3 separate regions of the Zea mays genome follow, and regions 1 and 2 are each linked to region 3. Evidence: chromatin contacts called from public Hi-C data. All regions are on one chromosome and are shown on one strand. The core of a region is the stretch at or near the end of the contact, and the rest is flanking DNA. Distances in the headings are between cores, read along the strand shown. Region 1 holds the start of LOC100282670. Region 2 holds the start of LOC100216997 (putative protein kinase superfamily protein). Region 3 holds the start of LOC103629531 (ethylene-responsive transcription factor RAP2-9).

What was found. Hi-C and Micro-C count contacts between places; a contact is called where the count stands out from the background.
Region 1: a contact with region 3 is called in a Hi-C map of endosperm, with 4 times the contacts expected there. The contact joins the promoter of LOC100282670 here to the promoter of LOC103629531 in region 3. A contact is called at or near these places in 2 of 25 Hi-C or Micro-C datasets (endosperm and tassel).
Region 2: a Hi-C map of bundle sheath shows a contact between it and region 3, with 4 times the contacts expected there. The contact joins the promoter of LOC100216997 here to the promoter of LOC103629531 in region 3. A contact is called at or near these places in 2 of 25 Hi-C or Micro-C datasets (bundle sheath and ear).

The regions. Positions count from the first base shown.
Region 1 is chr6:89,415,339-89,418,528 of Zm-B73-REFERENCE-NAM-5.0, reverse strand. LOC100282670 reads left to right here and starts at 1,757. Exons shown (of 4, transcript NM_001412161.1): 1 at 1,757-2,199; 2 at 2,290-2,474; 3 at 2,663-2,771; 4 at 2,885-3,190. The coding sequence starts at 1,961. The coding sequence ends at 2,927.
Region 2 is chr6:89,614,576-89,617,454 of Zm-B73-REFERENCE-NAM-5.0, reverse strand. LOC100216997 (putative protein kinase superfamily protein) reads right to left here and starts at 1,536. Exons shown (of 4, transcript NM_001348786.1): 1 at 1,032-1,536; 2 at 154-298. LOC109940459 reads right to left here. Exons shown (of 1, transcript XM_020539990.1): 1 at 2,733-2,879. The coding sequence ends at 2,733.
Region 3 is chr6:89,113,938-89,117,183 of Zm-B73-REFERENCE-NAM-5.0, reverse strand. LOC103629531 (ethylene-responsive transcription factor RAP2-9) reads right to left here and starts at 1,463. Exons shown (of 3, transcript XM_008650628.4): 1 at 92-1,463; 2 at 1-9. LOC118472198 (a long non-coding RNA gene) reads left to right here. Exons shown (of 2, transcript XR_004850207.1): 2 at 1,459-3,246.

The DNA.
Region 1 (3,190 bases), core at 508-3,007, 300 kb before region 3:
GCCCTGGGTCGGGCGGAGCGGAGTTTCCTATGGTGCCTGAGGCCGGGCCTGACTGCCTGTCAGCCTCACTCTGTCGAGTGGCACAGCAGTCGGAGCGGCGCAGGCGGCGCTGTCCTTCTATCAGACCGGTCAGTGGAGCGGCGAAGTGACTGCGGCCACTTCGGCTCTGTCGACTGGAGGACGTGCGTCAGGATAAAGGTGTCAGGCCGCCTTTGCATTAAATGCCCCTGCGATTTGGTCGGTTGGCGTGGCGATTTGGCCAGGGTTGCTTCTTGGCGAAGACTGGGCCTCGGGCGAGCCGGGAGTTTGTTCGTCGCTGGAGGGGGGCCTCGGGCGAGACGAAGATCCTCCGGGGTCGGCTGCCCTTGCCCGAGGCTGGGCTCGGGCGAGGCGTGATCGAGTCCCTCGAATGGACCGATCCCTGGCTTAGTCGCACCCATCAGGCCTTTGCAGCTTTGTGCTGATGGGGGTTACCAGCTGAGAATTAGGAGCCTTGAGGGTACCCCTAATTATGGTCCCCGACAAATGGAGAGGGAGGACTCTTCCAGTCACGCGCCTCCGAAATTGCCCATCCGTAGAGATACACTTGAACGAATGTGCGGGCGATCAGATTTTTGAGAGTGTATTTGCGACTGCTCGCGTGATCTGTTCGACCCATCGCTGCTTTGTCTACATCATGTTCTTCATCATCCTCCCCAGGCGACGCGTGCTGCTGTTCTTATTCAGACTACCGTTCGAGTGACTGCATGGCGTACATCTTTCTGCATCGACTTTGTACGGCTACATCGAACATATACACGAGATGTCTCGTGTGAATAGAGTCACTAATGCCTTAAGCATCGGTTACTCCGTAGGGTACATTCTGTTCTTCTTATTTGTGCATATTTTTATTGTTGTTTACTGATTATACGAGTAGTTATACATACATGCACATACATATCATCACATATATCACAATATTTTTCTAAATTAAATTAAAACTAAAAATGACTAAATTTCTAACACCAACGACATTGTAATGTTTTCTCCAACAACTTTACCTATTCTACATTGTTCTATTTCGAATTTCACTCTATAAACAACATAGTCTACAATGGAAAACAGTGCTTTGTACGACTATATACGCGATGTGTGGCTACAACATAAGACAATATAGTCGTTTGAAGATTGAACCTATATATCGGTACGGTTAATCCGTCTATGTACGTGGGCATGACGAACACCCGTGATAACGAAGGATTAACGTGCACAATCATAAATCCAAAGTAGGAGCGGTGCATGATGAGAATCGCTCTCAGTACTCGACATAATGAACCTTACGAGGTACAACAGGCAGGCAGGCAGGGACCAGGGGCCGCCTTTATTTCAGGCTCGCTGGCCCCACGGGCGTGCTGCGTGCACGAAGGGCACTACCCCAACCTCTCACCGAAAAACCGCGCTGGATCGGCAAATCAAACGAGGTGGTGCCCCGTGCCCACTCTCCACGTCCACGGCACCATCCCTCTGCAGCCGCTCACCAGCCATGCCGTGTCGCGGAACGGCACAACCACCCCCAACCCACTCACGAAACCCCGTCCCGGCCGTGCCCGTGTCGGTCCGCGCTCGGCAACGAGGCGGCCCGCGCTGCTGAGTCCCCTGGACACCCGACACCCTGTCGGCCCTTTGTTTATTCATCCCGAAATCTCATCTGCCCCCACGGCCGACTGCGCTGCGCCGCCCGGATATATATACCCATCGTTATCGATCGATCGATCGCGTCACTCACGGGTAGCTCATGGTCGAGCGTAGCATGCAGGAACTTATTTGCCGTGCGCTCCCAGGTCTCCGCTCGCGTGCCTTCCAGTCTGTCTCACACTAGCTGCTGTGGGACGATCGAAGTGGGTGTGTCAGCTAGCTAGCTGCGCCGTGACCACGCACATGACCGCAGTGCGCGCGGGGCTGATCAAGGGAAAGTGATCGGATGGAGCTGGAGCTCGGGCTCGCGCCGCCGAACCCGCATCAGCCGCTGGCTGCCGCCGCCGAGTTCGTCGGTCTCCTCAGCAGCTCGGCTGGCTCGTGCGGGAACAAGAGGGTTCTCGGCGACGCGTTCGGGGCCGCCAAGGCGGCCACGCTTCCGCTCTTCGTCTGCGAGGATGGCGACGGAGGCGGCGGCGACCGCGACCGCGACGGCGTCGTCGACCATGAACAGCAAAGCAACAAGTGAGTTGTGGTTAAAAATACCGACCACGTGCGTACAGGGAGGGTCTTATTATACCCAAATCCGATCCGTGGTGTGTGTAGTGTACCCAGGAAGAAGAGGCTGGTGGGGTGGCCGCCGGTGAAGTGCGCGCGTAGGCGTAGCTGCGGCGGCGGGTACGTGAAGGTGAAGCTGGAAGGGGTGCCCATCGGGCGGAAGGTGGACGTGTCCATCCACGGCTCGTACCAGGAGCTGCTCCGCACGCTCGAGAGCATGTTCCCTTCGGGTAACCAACAAGGTGCGTACGTTCCCGGGCCGCGGCGAGCCGGCCGGCGACCGGCGGTGCTGCGGACGATGCCTTTCTTTCACTGATAATCATCTGCCGCCATCGTTCTGGTCCCGACACGTGCCCTTGCTTCCCGTTCTGCTCCCGGCACTTAACTTGGTCGCATATACTATTCCTGTAACCTCTGGCAGATCATGCAGAAGACGAGGTGGTGGTCTCGCACGAGCGCCGCCGTCGCCATCCTTATGTAGTCACCTACGAGGACGGCGAAGGGGACTGGTTGCTCGTCGGAGATGATGTGCCGTGGGAGTACGTATCAGTCACTACTACTGTCGTCTGTATGACTGTATCGATGGTGACGGCAACAATATAATCCAATTAATTATTCAGCGAACTTAAAAACGACGTTGATTTCCTTGCAGGGTCTTTGTCAAGTCAGTGAAGCGGCTCAAGATACTTGCGTAGCCGACGGTCGGCGCCTCAGAGACGTCGTGTGGTCCGTCTCACCAGGATCGGAGCAGTGTAGTACTCCTGGGCGTCATCTGCGTAATAACGTTGTTTCTGTCCTGTGTGCCCGTAGCAGTACGTACTGTCCTATAGTAAGCTAGCTTTATGGGGTGCTTCAGCTTTCAGAGCATGACGAAAGCACTGATTAGCTGCTGTCATCACATTTGGTTCGTCTTTGTGTCGTACGGTATCGCTGGCGTCAGTGTCGCGGCAGCCTAGGT
Region 2 (2,879 bases), core at 287-2,786, 500 kb before region 3:
AAAAGAAGTATAAGTAATTGTTCGGTTATTTAGTGAGATAGGTACCGATAAAATATTTGCATGTGTAAAGTAACTGTGACTGGGCGAGAAGTGGCAGGCAACAAAGTTGAAAGTTAAATTCACAGCAAGGGTGAAGATGTACGGAGCAGAAACCTGAGAACCATCCCAAACTTGTCCCCAATACACACTCCCAAGTGGCCCTTCTCCAATCTTGTTATCGTAATTGAAGCTGTTTGTTGCTGATCGAAGCTCTCTCAATGAGAACACCCACCTCAATGATCCACTTCCTTCATCAGATCTGGAAAGCAAAGCAATTATATACATGATGAGCATGAGCTACTATCAACTGACCTTCCAACCAGTTCCACTGATACAAACCCCCTGTGCCCCTAGAACAATTTTGCCTAATCCGAGCATAGAAAATCGATCTTAAACTTTAGGATGGTTCATCAAACAAGACCAACATGCCAAATTTCCACAATGTTTCATAGTTATTTCCAAAGTTGAGGAACCGAATAAAAATGACATCGTCTGCCACCAAAGTTTAAACCTTTCCCTTGGTCTTGGTGTCACTGAACAAACAACAAAAATCGGAGCGCCCAAATCCCTACTAATTTCACCTCAATGGCATCGCTTGTACAAACAGTAGCTCCGAAACCAAACAACATGTCTACTTTCCACCAAATTGGAGCCCCCAATCAGTTAAATTTTGCACCGCCCTTTAGAATTGGGCAAATTAACATGAACCCAAACAAGAAACGAGCTAATATGAACAAAAACTTGGAACCTTCCAGGTGGCATCCGGCGTGTTCAAAACATCGAAGAAAAAAACGCCGGGAACCGAGCAGCCAGGCGCGCGGAATTCCGTGGTGTCTCCTGACGAACCACCCAAACATCTGTCCACACCAACACCAAGCGCCGCGCTCACACATCGCGGTGGATTTCAGTTTCAGCGAAACCCAGACAAGCCCAGAAACACAAAAGATACAGCAACGCAAGCGGGGAGGCAGGCCAAGGAGCCGGCGACTTACAGGTCCTCCGGGGAGGCGGCCCTGCCGCAGCAGAGGAGCCTGCGGGCGGCCCGCGACAGCCCTCTCCTCACGCTGCCGGCGCGGTGCTTGGAGTCGAGGAGGAACAGTGGGGCGGCTTGGAGCCGAAGACTCTGACTCGGATGGAGTGGTGGGGCTGGCTGGCGTGGTGCCTGGTGGTGGCCGGTGGGGGACTAGGACTAGAATACTAGAGCCTAGAGGACGGTGGAGGGGAGATGCGGGCAGAAACGTGACAACGGAGAACAGCCTCGCAACTGCGCTTTCGGTGTGACCGGTTCGGCTGTTCGTCGCGTTTTTCTGACGATTCCCACGCGCCGACGCCGATTGGGGGACTGGGGTTCGGCAACCCACGCCGCCGCTTGCGGCTTGCCGTGCGGTGCCAACCCTGGAGTGTAGTGGTGGTGTGGTACGCCGTACGCGGAGCAATTCCGATAGGTTTACTTTTCGTGTGGATTGCATACGATAAATGCTTCGGTTTTCCAACCACAGTAGGTTTAGTGATAGGAGATCACGAGATGATCTACATGGAGGAATCTTCTTGCTATTCAAAAATTGAATAGTATGTGTTTGGTTTTTGGAACGGCGTGGATTGAGTCGGAGCCGACCTATTTTTCTGGGTTAAGTCAGATTCGTTCTTTGTTTGGTTTCAGTGACAGATTGAACCTAGTTTCTTGTTTGATTATAGGGTTAAAGTGGGTTGAAGTTGCACCATTTCTTGTTTGTTTCGTGATGATGGATGAATGAGGGATGAACTGGATATGATCACCTTCCTGGTCATATTACCACTCAGGATGATATCTTCAATTCCATAAGATGACAACATTCAAAATAAATGAAACCGACTGTTGACGCCTTTTTGGAGCGCCAAACACTCAACAAGAACTGTGGCGGTGCCCTCTGCACAGGGGCAGACGGTCCGCGCGCAGGGGCCGGACGATCCGCGGCCTGGTGAGAGGCGCTGCGGTGCTCTCTGCACAGGGGCGGACGGTCCGCACGCAGGGGCCGGACGGTCCGCGACCTGATGCAAGGCTAGGGCTCCTGCCTGACGGCCGGACGGTCCGCGCCCTTGGGCCGGACGGTCCGCGCGTACGCAGGGGCGGCGGAAGATCGCCGGCGGCGCCTGGATCTCGCTCCCGGGAGGGACCCCGTCGGGGAGGAGAGATCCTAGGGGTTGTCTAGGCTCGGGCCGGCCGACCTAGACTCCTCTAATCGGCGTAGAGTCGAAGAGAGGCGAAGAATTTGGGGATCGAGAGGCTAAACTAGAACTAGACTAGAACTACTCCTAATTGTACTGAAAATAAATGCGAATAGAAGTTGTATTGATTCGATTGATGATTCCAAATCGGTCGTAGACCTCTCTATTTATAGAGGAGGGAGGCTGGACCCTTTACACAACTGATTCCGAGCTAATTTCACGAATATAGCTAACAACCGTAGCACAAAAATTGGAACCCTAAACTGCTCTGCGCATGCGAGGACCGTCCGGCCCACAGGCGCGGACTGTCCGGACCGCGGACCGTCCGGCCTCAGGGCCGGACCGTCCGCCAGCTCAAAACGGTGCTCAACATATGCCCCCTGCCTTTTGGTGGAGTTGAGCAAACCAAAAGCAACTAACTCGATGTGATTACATCGGTTCTCTTAGGCATCTTGCCACATACTAGGATGGTATTGTTTGAGGAAACGCCCATTCAAAGCCTTAGGCAAATCCTTGCCTTGTAATGTTTGTAGCAAATAGGCGTTGCCAGACAACACTTGTTTTACTTTATAAGGACCCTCCGAGCTTGGCGACCATTTCCCGAACTTCCGGTCTTTATTCCTTAGAGGCAGAAT
Region 3 (3,246 bases), core at 214-2,713:
TGCTTCATCCTAACAAGAAAAATAGACAATTAAATGATAGTATTCATTAAATCAAAAGTAAGAAAATAAATGTTAAGAAACTCAATGTTACCATTTCTTCTTCTTCATCCTCCAAACATGTCATTAGAGCATTCACAAAACAGGATTGATCGCCTAACATGTTAGCACGAGACCAAGCTTGCATACACATCAATCCTTCAACTGTTTTTGGTGCTAGTCTACTTCGATGTGGGCTTATTACTCTTCCCCCAGTGCTGAATACAGACTCAGATGCAACAGTTGTGACTGGAATTGCCATGATATCTCGAGCAATCTTTCTCAAAGTGGGGTACTTGATCCCTGCATATTGCCACCAATTAATTATGTCTAGCTCTTGAGTTCTTGGCAGTGTTGGCTCCTCCAAATATAAATCCAACTCAGTGCGCACAAAAGATGAACAATCAGGTTCTTCCGACAAGAATTTATCAAAGATTCCAAACATCAAGTCATCTCCTTCGTTGGGGGCCCTACAGCCCCTACTAGATGCACCTACAGCATCTGTTGTTGCCATGCCCTCCATAGATTCTTGATATTCTAACACCAACTCATACAACAAATTTTTGACTCTACACACTTCATCGTCTGTAGTTGGACTTTCTTCCCCATAAATGGTGCTATAAAAAGCTTTCATGAACTTCAATTTGTACCTAGGATCTAAAACAGTGGCTACTTCCATAAGCCCATGTACATCTGTCCAATACTTCTTAAACTTATCTTTCATCAAGACAGACATCTCTTCTACCTTTGGAATGGCACTAGTTCTCCATTTATCAATGGCCAAATAAATTCCACAAATTTTGGGGAAAAAAAGATTAGCTGTTACATAACTAGTGCCTGACAATAGCTCAGTTGCATCAAAAAATATTTTCAGCCTACCACAAAGCTCCCTAGCAAACTCCCAATCATCTGTTGTTGGCTTAAAATGAGCACAAAGCTTCTCTTTACTTGCAAGTCGATCAAAAACTGATTGGTATTCTAATGCAATGCTAAGCATAACGTAGGTTGAATTCCATCTTGTCTTACAATCTAGAGTTATCCTTCTACCATATTTAATATTCATTTGATTTGCTGTCCGTTCAAAACGTTCATGCCTTTTTGGCGTGGCACACCAAAACCCAACACTATCACGTATTCTTTCAACACCCTTTTCCATAACAGTCATGCCATCTTTCACGATGAGATGACCACGCAAGTGATTAGTACCGGCTCTACTATCTCCAACTAGTAGCTTTTTACACCAAGTGCATTCAGCTTTCATTTTACCCCCAACTGTTACTTGTTCAAATTCAAGCCACACATCAGATTTCAGCTTCCTTTTGCATCCAACTTGTACATTATCATCATCATCATTTACGACCACATGTTCTGTACCTTCTGATGGTGGAGCTTGAACACTTGAAGATGGCATTTCATTTGCAGCAGCACTCGTCGGTGTAGCTGCACTTGAGGAACCTCCTGCAACCACAGCACTGCTCTTTGTGGGAACTTGACGACTGCTCCTGCTCGGCCTCGAAGCACCTTGGTCAGACATCAGACTCTGCAATTTACAAATTAGAGCTGCTCAAGTCAAGCTGTGCAAGGGCCAAGGGACATGCTCACGGCTCACCTCACCTACAAGGATAGGAACCTCGTACGTGGTGGGAGCAGGCTGCGCCGCTGGCCGCTGCAGTCGGACTCCGGTGGTCCTGGGGAGTGCCGGAGTGGGGAGTGCCGGTCCTAGATAGTGGAGACTTGGACTCCTGGCTTGGCCTCGGACGCTCGGTGGCTCCTAGGGATGCGTCCTCCTCCGGTGGTCCTGGGGATCCGGCAGGAGCAGGATGCGGCGGCCCTGGGGATGCGTCCTCCGGTGGTGGTGACGGCGGAGGGGGTGGCCGGGGTGGGGCGGGCAGCGGCGGGCGGATCTATCGTGGCCGCGGCCGCCTGGAGCCCTGGACGCCTGGTGCAGTGGTGCTAGCCTGCTAATCTGCTATGGCGGCCGGTTGGGGACTTGGGGTTGAGGGATTTGGGTTTTTCTCAGGGCCCACTGGAATACAAACTGGATGCGCACGGGACTTGGGCGGGTGGCCGGCTGCAACTCTGCGCTTCGGGCGTAGCTCCGGGTTCCGGGTGACCCGCGGGCGAAAATCAAAACCCGCACCCGCACCCGTAATGCTTCGGGTCGGGTTTGGGTCTAACCCGTGGGTGGATTTTTACACCCGAACCCGAACCTGACGGGTGCAAAACCCGACGGGGCCCGAACCCGCGGGTGAAATTGCCATCCCTACCTCGTGGGCGCTGCTTGGCTTGCTACTGGTCTGCGTGTATCTCTTCTCTTTCCCTCTTTCTCTTGCGCCTATGAGCGGTGGGGGTATATAAATAGTTGGGATTAGGCGAACGGCCAGGTGGGGATTAGGCGTGGGGGCGTGACTGGGTGGGTGGGATGGCGATTAGGGCGTGTGCGTGGCGGGATTTTTCGCGGGCGCGAGTCGGTGCGCACGGCTGTGGGCTGCCTGGTGTGTGGCGACAGGGACGGCCGGCGCTTGCGCGCTGTGAGTGTGTGACGGTGACTATGAGCTTATCGCCAGGGAGTTTTTAGCAGAGTAAACTAGTCGCTCGTTAGGTTTTGGTGTGACAGGTGCGGTCATTAGTGCGCTCGATATAATTGATGGTCGGTGCGCACTGGGAACGCCGTGATGCAACATGGAATCTTGATATGGCACGCTCAGTTCTGTCTGAACGCCGCAAAAGCTACGAGGGGTGGACATGTACAGGTACAGCGACAAACGATGGCAACGCAAGTAGGCGTCGATGCCAGCTTTACGTTACGTGCACGGTGCACCGCATCTGGCTGGCCCCGCCGCGGCGGCGGCGGCGGTAACGAGTGCTGTGCTTGGCTAATCAAGAGAGCCGTCGCAGTTACGCAACGGGATCATGTAACCCCGGGGTGGCCAGCCGATGCGACCGTCCACCACGCAAGAGACGCGACCGAGCCGAGAGGCGTGCGCTGCCGACGGGGGCCGAGCAGCTAGCTACTAGCCAGCACCTCGCCCGTGTCAGCTGCGGCGCGACACGCGACCGTCTACGAACGCGAGAGCCGTGTGCGACGCCGGACGGTGGCCGAACAGCCCACCCTCGCCAATGTCAGCAGCGCCGCGTGTCGCGCTGCAAGGAGGGCAGCGAACGGACGGACGGGCACCGGGATGGGCCGGCCGCGAGCCGAGACGGTGC